Linked DNA regions of Mus musculus: regions 1 and 3 are each linked to region 2. Evidence: chromatin contacts called from public HiCAR-type and HiChIP or PLAC-seq data. All regions are on one chromosome and are shown on one strand. Each heading gives the region's core, a stretch centred on a gene start, on an enhancer-like site or on the middle of the called end of the contact. The rest is flanking DNA. Distances are from core to core; before and after follow the strand shown. Region 1 overlaps Angpt1 (angiopoietin 1). Region 2 holds the start of Angpt1 (angiopoietin 1). Region 3 overlaps Angpt1 (angiopoietin 1).

The links. HiCAR-type assays count read pairs that join an accessible place to other places. HiChIP or PLAC-seq counts read pairs in DNA pulled down with a chosen protein or histone mark.
Region 1: a HiCAR-type map of astrocytes shows a contact between it and region 2, with 4 times the contacts expected there. The contact joins the enhancer-like site here to the promoter of Angpt1 in region 2. A contact is called at or near these places in 5 of 39 promoter capture datasets (3T3-L1-derived adipocytes, HPC-7-derived erythroid cells, liver and 1 more), 4 of 484 Hi-C or Micro-C datasets (the AML12 cell line, the Ba/F3 cell line, brown adipocytes and 1 more), 6 of 115 datasets of contacts at active chromatin or transcription factors (the SCID.adh cell line, astrocytes, cardiomyocytes and 3 more) and 1 of 9 other capture datasets (liver).
Region 3: an H3K4me3 HiChIP or PLAC-seq map of the SCID.adh cell line shows a contact between it and region 2, with 36 read pairs. The contact joins the enhancer-like site here to the promoter of Angpt1 in region 2. A contact is called at or near these places in 4 of 39 promoter capture datasets (the 3T3-L1 cell line, the HPC-7 cell line and liver), 1 of 15 datasets of contacts at CTCF or cohesin (pro-B cells), 14 of 484 Hi-C or Micro-C datasets (the 3T3-L1 cell line, the Ba/F3 cell line, the C10 cell line and 9 more), 6 of 115 datasets of contacts at active chromatin or transcription factors (the SCID.adh cell line, bone marrow-derived macrophages, embryonic forebrain and 3 more) and 3 of 9 other capture datasets (adipose tissue, liver and pancreatic islet).

Annotation. Positions count from the first base shown.
Region 1 is chr15:42,553,270-42,556,863 of GRCm38.p6, forward strand. All of the region lies in intron 1 of Angpt1 (angiopoietin 1), which reads right to left. Among named protein-coding and RNA genes, the nearest start is that of Gm41313, 110 kb to the right of the region's middle. Within about 2 kb of position 1,667, at least 7 of the 459 cell types and tissues checked have an H3K27ac peak or open chromatin away from gene starts, as enhancers often do. A contact at or near this core is called in astrocytes, where this site is marked.
Region 2 is chr15:42,675,581-42,679,171 of GRCm38.p6, forward strand. Angpt1 (angiopoietin 1) reads right to left here and starts at 1,397. Exons shown (of 9, transcript NM_009640.4): 1 at 585-1,397. The coding sequence starts at 881.
Region 3 is chr15:42,583,717-42,587,280 of GRCm38.p6, forward strand. The region is part of intron 1 of Angpt1 (angiopoietin 1); the gene reads right to left. Among named protein-coding and RNA genes, the nearest start is that of Gm41313, 81 kb to the right of the region's middle. Within about 2 kb of position 1,980, at least 30 of the 459 cell types and tissues checked have an H3K27ac peak or open chromatin away from gene starts, as enhancers often do. A contact at or near this core is called in the Ba/F3 cell line, the SCID.adh cell line, pre-megakaryocyte-erythroid progenitors and 2 more, where this site is marked.

The DNA of each region.
Region 1 (3,594 bases), core at 417-2,916, 120 kb before region 2:
GACTATTAGATGCAATGTGACAAGCTGTCCCAAGCTCCTGCCTTGACCTTGGACCCTTGAACTGTGATCCGAAATAAGGCTTTGCTTCTTTATGTTGGGTTTTTTTTTTAAGAGAGTTTTAATCACAGAAACTAACAAAAATAACTGAGATATATACACATATGATGTCAGAGGGAGGATACATGATGTTGTCCTCTGCTTTCCATACATGTTTACATACATGCATATGCACCTGTACATACATGCACACATAGATAAATATGAAAATAACTAAATGTTACATGTTCTGATTGTCAGCCAGCTGTCAGTATACAGCTGATGGTTATTAGTTAGGTAAAAGCTTGTTCACTCTCTGTCTCTCTGTTGCTTTCTCTATATATATGTATGTTGTATACATATATGTATATGAGTATATATGTGTGTTGTATATATGTATATGTACATATACATACATGCACACACACACACACATATATATATGTATATATATATATTTTTTGTATTCACTCACACATACATGTATTTATCATGGGACAGACACATTTCTACATAACCATTAGAAGCTACATACTTGTCTTCACTTGGTTTGAAGACTCTTTTATTCCCATGGTATATCAATTTTATCAATTCTTATGGTGATTAGTATTTTATAAGATAAGGACAAAGTCAGGATGTAAGTTGACTTTCTATGAACAAGGATGCCTTTATCAAAGAGATTACTGTTTAACCCTAATCAGGTGTGAGGTCAATGCTTTCTTAGTCTACCAAACAGGAAATATGTTAATAGAAGTGGACACATGGCTTTTCAGGATGGAAACCTTTTTCACCATCTTATACTTCTCACCCTCATATGTCTCTATTAGGTAAGCAAAAGCCACAGAACACAACACGCTCTGGCTTACTCTGCACAGTGACCCTGTCTGGGCCAAGTACATCAAAGTGCCCAACAGTTACTCACTCCTGCTTGTTTATAGAAGTTGTGTCTGTGTATATTTAATACTTTGCCATCAGCCAAATAAAAGCGAGCTCCTCTCTGCTGGGAGTGTGCTGAGAACATGTCTAGGTCCAGATGGATTTTACTGATTCTTGGGAAGTCCTGAAGTTCAGCGCAGAAAAGTTGGACTCCTCCTGACCCTGATTTCCTTGGTGTTTTAATTTAATCTCCTATTGGGCAGCTTTTTGTTTTATGTCACTGGGCAGATGGCCATTGGCTCTTTTTCTGGTTTTTCTTGGAAGTTTCTTCAAATGGCTGCAGATTATTTCAATGATTTTTTTTTCTTTTTTTGTATCATGCTCCCTTCACTTAATTTGGTATTTGGAGGGTTCCAAGTCAAACAGAAATTCCAAGCAGAATGCTTAAGAGGGGAAAACCTTGAATTCAAATCAGCAGGATTCAAAAGCAACAGCCAATGCCAGGACCTCTCCCAGACTAGCCCTGTAAGTCTCTGATGGGCAGCTCTGACACTACCTGTCAATGTTTGCTTCTCTAGAGGTTCCCAGGAACTACTCCAGCTTACTGAGCCCCTGGTTATAGCCAAGAGCCTGAGTAATTGGATATCTCTGAAGAGATGTAGATGCCCTCCTGAAAGCCTCTTGCTGGGTCTTGGCAGAATCAGAAGGGCAGCCCCAAGGAGGTATTACACTGGTGAAGACTTCTGAATTCTCTCTTTGTGAAATTCCATCTCCTTTGTTGCTTGCTTCTGGCAAACTGAGAACATCCTGAGAATGGGTCAAGGGTCTTGCAAAGGAATCCCTGCTGGCAAGATTAAATCACAGTTCCAAAAGCCAACTGCAACATTTTTCCATGTCAGACTAGGACGTTATGACAACTGGGTACTGAGGTGGCCACATGACAGGAATGGAAAATGGGAAAGTACTTTCCCAAAGCAAAGTACATCCTACCAGGTATTAGATTTTAGACCTACCTAAAGTTCATGATCCTTTATTGAGTATCTCAAAATTTTCTTGCACTTTGCCTATTATTCCTTGTAAATGTTACATGCATATTTATTTGTATGTGTACATATTATGATACTAAGAAGAACTATTTCTCTATTTTATACTTGTCTTACCTATGTATGACCCAGCCAAAGAACACATAACATCATGTCTGACTGACTCACCATAGTGACCTCACACACAGATGATTAGGAATCTTGATAAGACTTGGGGCTTGATAAAGATAATAAATTTTGGTACATATTATTGATTCTATTATTTACTTACCTCTACATTCTTAAGTGGACAAGAGAGCTGCTAACTTGTTAGTTCAGAGAAAAAGATATAACTTAAAATTTAATTTTTATATATGAAATGCAAGAAACATCAATGAACAAAATTCAATTTAAAATGGAATTTTGGCATAGTTTACTCAACTTTTGCTTCCCGATATTTTATTTCTTTCTTTCAACAAAGCAGATAAAATAACACAGGGCAGTTTATGAGAACTGCAAGTGTTAATTAAGGGCATCCATGCCAAGGTTAAGCACATTTGACTGTTATATGTGTCACAATGTGATCTGTTGCGATTGCCCATGGGTTGAAGTAGACACCATATTTCCAGTTATATGGATGAGCTCCACATAAAAAAGCAGAGATCTGACAAATGCTTTGCAAGGATGTTAGCTCTTTGGGAAACATGACCCTATTTGTAGAATTCACCATTGCTTGTGGTAAAAACCCTCCCATCATGACAGATTTTGAGCTACCAACTGATGTCACTAAACAGACTGAGGAAAAGATGTACATCATTGGTTCTTGTGATTCTGGGCCATCCAATCGTATTGATACTTGGAATTGAGAGGCAACTTAGAAAGAACCTACCCTAAACCTCTCATTTTTGGAAGGAAGAGATGAGTCTTTGAGACTTATTTAAAGGTAAGTAAGAATAGTCAAGCTGGGAATTGATCTTTTTTCTAATATAGAACTTTTTTTCATGTTAAAGTTTAGCTTATAAATCTGCCAGTACTGGATGAGACCACAAAATACAAAACAGACCAATAGATTTTAATATAGCAAATTATATTTCAATACTAACAATAACATTAGACAGTCATTGATTATATTTTAAAAGTAAACGTATAAGATGATATATTGAGACAGAAAGCAGTTTGTACTGAAAAGCTATCTTTATTTCTCTCTCTTTGTGATCATTTGAGTGAGAATAAAACCTGTAGGATCATATGTTTGGATGCTTGCTTGGCCCCGTATTGATAGAACTGTTTGGGCATGACTAAGGGATGTAGCCTTGTTAGAGATGTGTCACTGGAGCCACCTTTGAACCTGCAAAAACCCCATACCATTCCCAATTAGCCCTCTCTGCCTTGTGCTAATAGATCAATCGGTAAGCTCTCAGTTTCTTTAGCACCATGCCTTCCTTCTTGCTACCCTGTTCCCTGACATGATGGTCATGGACCCTATTCCTCACCCTAAGAACTCTTATAACAGAAAGTATTTACTTGGGATTTGCTTACAGTTTCAGATGCTTAGTCCATTATCATCATGGCAGGGATCATTGTAGCCCACAGGCAGACACAGTGCTGAAGAATTAACTGAATACTACATACTACAGCTACCAGGAAAAGAAAAATACAA
Region 2 (3,591 bases), core at 147-2,646:
TATTTTTTTTTTTTCATTTCAGATGTCAGTCCTCATATACCACTTGTGAAGTTAAGTTCCTTTAACTTACAAATACAATCTTTCTAAACGAAGACAATATGGGTACTTTATACTTATTCTCATTGCATACTTTTATTAAAAGTTGGTGGGGGTAAGCATTTTATGAAGATTTCCCATGGCAACTCACAAAACTCCTTGCTGTACATTCCATTTGAACCTCTGTTAATATCACCATTATGATTTCCTTTTACACCACCTTGTCCAAGAAGTGCGCGCTTACTTTTTCAAAGTTGGGCTTTGACAGTCAAAATGCCTAAGATAAACTTTAAAAAACAACAGGGTTGGCATAAAATTTGCTAATGTTAGACGCACATTTAGGAAGCTACAGGATCAGAGGTTCCCACAAGCCCAGGACCCTTGGCTTACCCAGGAAGTTGAGTCCAGAGAGGGAGCCTTTTTTCTTTTGCAAACACTGCCCCCCGGAGCAAAAGGTAAACACAAATGCCCCCTACGGAACTCTGAGCTCCCTGCAGAGAGGGAAGGGAAAAGCTCAGAGCAATTAGAAACCGAAAGCGATCACTTACTTTTTGCAGCCACTGAGTATAATTTTCCATCACATGCTCCAGATGCTGAAGTTTCTGGGAAGAGAAATCCGGCTCCACGTGTGGAGCATCCCTTTGCAGAGCGTTGGTGTTGTACTGCTCTGTCGCACTCTCACGGCAGTTCCCGTCGTGTTCTGGAAGAATGAAAGTGTAGGCACATTGCCCATGTTGAATCCGGTTATATCTTCTCCCTCCGTTTTCTGGATTTCGGCGCTGGTTGCTGCACCCTATGTGAGTCAGAATGGCAGCGAAGAATGCAAAGGAAAGGAAAACTGTCATTGTACTGCCAGCGCTTGCCTTCCGTGCCTCCTGCAAAGCTTGCTCTTCTCTTCTGACCTTTAAACTAGTTCTTTATTTCAGGTAAAACTGCTTGTTTGACTCTTTCCCCGTTAAAGAAAGCGTTTGAAGAAGATCCACAGAAAACTAGCCATTTGTTAGCTTTGTTCTAAAAAAGCGTTACTTTAAAAAATTTTAACTGTAATGATAGTTTCCTTCGTTAAAACTTGAGATATTTATTGCAATAGTAGCTTAGATTTATTGTTTCCTCTCTGTGTAACCGTTCAGCGTGGAGCCTGCCCGCGTCAGCTGCGAGTACATATTCTAGCCCCTTTCCTCTACCCTATCTGCAGCAGATCTGCTATTTTCTCCCAGACCTCAGTGAGTTTTATTAAGGTTGCACATCCAAGCCAAGCTGGAAGCAGGCAGCCTTCACAAGATGACTTGACAGGAATGCATGAGTGTGCCCCTATGCTAAGGATTGCTGATGGCTTTGGGCGGCGGATCGGCTTACAAATTGGCTAGATGCGCATGACCTCGATCATGTATGGGCCTCCCGCCCCCTTCCGCAGACAATTGCCTTGAGTCCTTAGCAGATGCACGGAAAATCAATAAACAGAGCAGTCCACCTTAATAGGTTCGGGTGTGCTTGCTGACCTACTAACATCTAAGCAAGCTAGAAGTATGTTTTCAAAGTTATTGTTTAATTGAGGAACCCTAATTTGGCACAATCTCCAATGGATTTTTTTATAATTGTATAAAATTATTAAATTTAAAAAATTACTCCAGAAAAGACATTTAAAAACTATTTTTAGAAATGGCATTCTCCCCTTTGTATTTACATAGGCTTTAAGGAGAATAAAAGAATCAAAGGATCAAATTATCAAGGAAATTACCATAATTTGTCACTCAAAGCAACATATCATGTGCATACTAAGTAGTATTTTGAAAGCACCTTTTGGGATATGGATTTTAAATGACGCTGGTTTCTTGGTCAGAACGCAGCTGTTCACATTCTCTGAGTATAAATTGAGCAACTTCCCTACAACAACAATGTGGTTACAGTTTAAGACAGTGGCCTGAGAATTATTAATTCCTGTGGTACATGCTAATCATATATTTCACAAGAACCTCTGGCATTGCTATGGCTGCCTTTAACACTGGTATGGAAATTCCACACACATCCTTTGTGGCTACAGAGTCAAACCATCTGAGAACAAGCGTGTATCAGGTGTGCCAATGGCTTACACAAGCGAAACCTCTGCGATTTTTATTAAGAAAGAAAGCCATATGATCCGAAGGTGCTTTCCTAAGTACAGAATATAAATATTTGAATAAAGGTACAGTCAAGTGCAAAGACCAGGAGATGATTACAGAATTTAGGGTGGAATCAGGATACTGGATGTGTGTACATGCAGGATTTTCATTAGGAACTTCGTGGGCTTTGGAAGTGAAAGAGCCTCTGCTCTCAGGCATGTATACAAACAGAAGCCACAGCATGACTCTTGAGTCCTGGAATGGGGGCAGAGCAGTGGGTAAGGGCAGTGGTGGCTACAGATGCATCTTTAGGAAGGAAAGCAGAGGTCAAAACTGACTCCAGAGAGGAGGTGGTTTGCTTACAGTAAACAAACAGTGATGAGATTCGTTGGTCCTTTCCACACCAAATAACAGGCTTCTGGGCAGATTGATACATTATGCCAAACATAGGAGCAAAGTTCTCTGACCCTGCAAGAGACTTGCCACATTACATATAAGAGTCATAGGAAAGGTTGCTCTTAGGCAGCGATAATGCCACTTGAGAGTTTGTTATTTATCACCTCACTTTAAGCACTCCTTATGTATTATGTCATTTAATCATGGCAACAAACCCAAGACATAGGTATTATGTTTAACTCTTTGGGCTCTGAACCTAACTGTCTTTGACAATCTCTGAAAGGAAAAAAACAAAAACAAAAATAAAAAAAACCCTCAAAAGTTAGCCACTCAAAGCTTAATGGCACCCAGGAAAGAGAATTATCTAGTTTACCTATTTATTTTTAAAAAGTAACTCATGTAGCTAGGATGACCATGAACTTCTGATATCCATGCTTCTACCCGCTGCTCCTATATCAACACACCTAATATATGTGTAGTGCTGGGAATTGAACCCAAGGCTTCCTGTAAGCTAGGCAGACATTCTATTAACTGAACTATTTTCTCAGCACAGATATGATGTAATTGCTTCTCTGCAGCCCCCCCCCCCTCCACCCAGTGATGGGCATCCCCTATACAACCACAAGGATGAAGCAGATTGAGAAAGTATTGCTTTCCAGCAATGCTTATATTGAAAAAAAAAAAACCATCCATATAGAGACGAGTGTCCAAAAACAACACCTGTAAGTGCTTTGTTAAAAACTAAATACAGCTGAAAACTGGCAGGGAGATAATGGAGGAGTGGTGAGGTCTCTATTACAGCGCCACTGTGTTTCCAAATGGCCATGACGGTTGGAAGTCTGTTCTCTGTGTCAGAACCTGCTGTCCATGTGAACTCTGCAATCTGAACAAATAAAGGGGAATTGCAGTTTCCATGGGGACGCACGGATATCTAGGAAGAGGTAAACTAAATCAAGTCTAAAAGAGTTGAAGGTGGCCAAGAAAAAAAGAAACGATTCCAGGTTTTTGCCAGAAAATCTAAATCCACAGTACGCTAAGTGCTAGTATCAATGTAGATAAA
Region 3 (3,564 bases), core at 730-3,229, 91 kb before region 2:
GGAAACAAGCATGGAAGAAAATGTCCTAAGGTTATAAACCATGCCTTACACATGGACAGACAGGGAAAAGCAACACTTCCTATGACAAGTGACCAGTGGCAGTTAAAATTATAAGAAATGTCTTTTTAAAAGGATGCAAGAATGGAATTTTATGACCATCAGGAAACTCTTGAAGGAAAAATAAATAAATATTCTCATGTAGGTCCTTTTAATTTAATTATATTGTGGAGTAACATAAAGGCAATACAAATTCTCTTGCTGTCTAAGCTTCAGCAAAGACGCCTGTGCGTCCTTTCTGTTATTTATACCAACACAGATGAGGAATAATGATAATTGCTATCTTACAAGGTTTTGAGAATAATTAAATCATGTAATTTATGTAAAGCGCTTGGCAAAATGTTCGGAACAGAATTGTTCCTCCATAAATCATCATAGGAATGGCCATTCTAGAAGTATTTTTATACTTACAAAGAAATTCTCTCTACCATTAAATCCTTCAGCAAACAAAAGGCCATTTTACATAAACTCTACTCTTTTAGGAAACTGCTCACAGTGAATTTGTGTCTGTTGAAAGCTTGCTAGTGCATTGGCCCTTTGAGAAAGTGCAGCATCTTTGAAGTGCAGGGGACTTGGATTGATGGGTTCCTTCCTCTTTGGTGCTCATTCTTAGCTCTTGTACAATCGAAACAGAAAAGACGGGCCGAGGGGGGCGTTCTGTTCCACAATGGTGATTCCACAGAGCTGACCCAGGCCATACATATGGCCCCCAGTAGGTGGATTTTATTTAAATTAATAAGATTGTTCTATGTTTAATTCATGATGCAGGGACTTAAAAGCACTATGATAACTAGGGAAGGTCAAAACATAACTCATTGTAGATCATATTTCTATAAACAGCAGGGTGCCCTTTTTGAAGTGGATATAACAAATATCAGAAGACACACTGGAGAAAAAAAAAATCAACATATACAGACAGTATGTATCAAACACTGAGGAACAGCCTCTGGACTTAATTCTGGACTTTATGACTTTTATTTTTGTTCTCAGTTTGCATGGCTTTGTGCACAACTTAGAAGGCTGTGCTCTTTGCTCTGATGTAAGATGAGAATATTGTATTTAGTATCATGAGATGTGACATCCTATCTGGACCTCACTTAAGTGCTTTGCATTCCCTCTAGCTTGCACATGGGAAATGGTTGGTCACCTCTAAAGGGAAAAAAATCAACAAAAATGTCTTCAGTAAAGATCATATCCCCAAAGAAGGAAGGACTTTGAAAGAGAGCAAGGAGGAGCATATTTGGAGAGTGGGTTTGTGGAGAAAGATGAGGAAGAGAAAAAAATGACATATTATGAACTCAAAAATTATTATCATTATTATCATTAATCTTTATTTGAAGAAACCATATCCAAGACAGCTTAAATGGACTGAAAATGGAAAATAGCCAACAAAGAGTTAAGGGTTAATCTCTTGGTTTGATTTTTCTTCTCCCTCCTACTCACTGACTTTGGGTCAGTTCATTGCTCTTGGTACTTCTACAAGAGGCTGTGTCTGCTGGGTCAAAAAAGGAGGAGAGATCATCAGTCAATTTTGCAGTTTGCTAGCTGTTAAAGGGAGGCTGGGTTAGAACAGATGACTACAATGAGGACTGGGGATTATCTGTGACTTTCAAAAGCCATTGTTCCCCTATTATTATGAAAACCACTGGTGGGCTGTAAGCTCACTTCCTCATTCACGCCCATAGTAGAAAGTGAATTCAGAAAACATCCCCACAGAGCCCTGAACTCAACTTTCAATTGAGAGTAATGTACAGAAATGTCATTCTCTTAAAAAAAAAAAAAAAAAAAAAAAAAAAAAAAAAAAAAAAAAAAACACAGCAATTTAGTCGGCCACCATTTGAGAAAGCCAAACTCAGCTGTTTCCAGAGCTCACTATTGTCAATGACTTTGTGGTTTTGCAATAACAACGTAAAATGTGCTTTCAGTGGGGATTCCCTTTTAATTCTCTACTTCTAAGTGTCTGCTATCTTCTCCATATGTTTCTTGTTGTGTACGCTAAACAGCGAAATAAAACTTATCTTGCAAGAGCTGTCTGGTTCCAGTGGTTGCTTAGTTATTCTTAGAAAGTAGAAATTGTCACTTGTTAGAGGGAATTTTTACAAGTCTGAAAAGATTGCTGTAAAAAAGGTTTTGTTTTCCTTCATTTGTCTTGAGAATTTTCACACAGAAAAAAAAAATTAAGTGTGCTTCCATCTGTTACTAAAGTGTTCATCTGAAAGTAGGAAAAATACAAAGAGGGGGAAAGAGGTGGGAGGGGAGGGCCCTGCTGTCTATGAACTGCTACTGTTCAGAGTCACTCTATCCCTCTCCTTAGAAAGCACAGTGAAGGCAGTGAAAGATGTTTAAATAGCGATAATGGATTGCAAATACAGGCACTCTTATCTTTGGAATTTTAAAGTGGACAGGAGGAAGCAGGGCATATTTTGTTTAAGGCTTATGCCTAAAGTTGAGCTTTTATCTTTTGTAGGTCCTTCTCTGCTTGTTGGTTTCCAGAATATATATTGAAGCTTTGGGTTCAGACAAAAAAAAAAAAAAAAAAAAAAAAAAATCACACAGAAAATAAAACTACAGCATGTGATGTAGGAAGCAGCAATTTGGGGAAAAGACTTAAAATAAATATGTTCTCCTAAGCAGAGCTCAGAGAATGGGGGTCTATGGAACACTGATGTCAGGGACATTGGGATATTGAATCATGTTTGTCATTCATCGCCCTTCACTCACTGATCTATTTGCTCATTTAGAGATTTACCTACTATCAACAGTAGCTCCTCCCATTTGAAAACACCTATGATCAGTCAGGAAGCTCATTTTTACTATGATTACTATTTTTACTATTTTCTCTGGCTAATCCAAGTGCAGATGATAATGACAACATAGAAGGGCTTCAAAAGGTGGCAAGGGATTATTTAATCTGAAGTAAAGGAATCATTTAAATGACCTCCCATCCTGTCTCTAAGCCAGTAACCTCAAAACTAGTTCTGGCATCTCTAGTCAATACAATATTCTCTCTTCTCCATACTTAAATAGAAGATGGAAAACAGCACAACTAACATATCTTTACTCCAAAGAACATGACTATTTATGAGGAGTCTGTCTTAGTGCAGCTGGTCTGCTGGGATGAGAAGCCCAGAGTGCAGTTTTCCTTGGTGGAGAAATGCCTGGTCCCTCAACCTGTGTCCTTGGGCTGCATGGGTCTGTCCTGGTAGGCTCGGGTCCTCCTTCCAGTCTCTGCTTTGAGAGCAGTCTGAGGACTCATTCTATTTTCCCTTCTCCCAAATCAGTTCTTAGGTCTCAGCAACATACTTTTATCCTTTACAAATACCTAAGGGACCAATACCATTATGGTAGCTTTTCCTGCGATTAATGTTACACTTCAGTGAGGATGAAAAACACTTCTCTCTACAGACTTTTCTAAAACCAGGACCTTTAGTGTTCTTTTTGATAACTTCTAAAGGTTTACACCTACACTTACTCAGAAATGTATTTATTAAACTTAATTGCATTAAG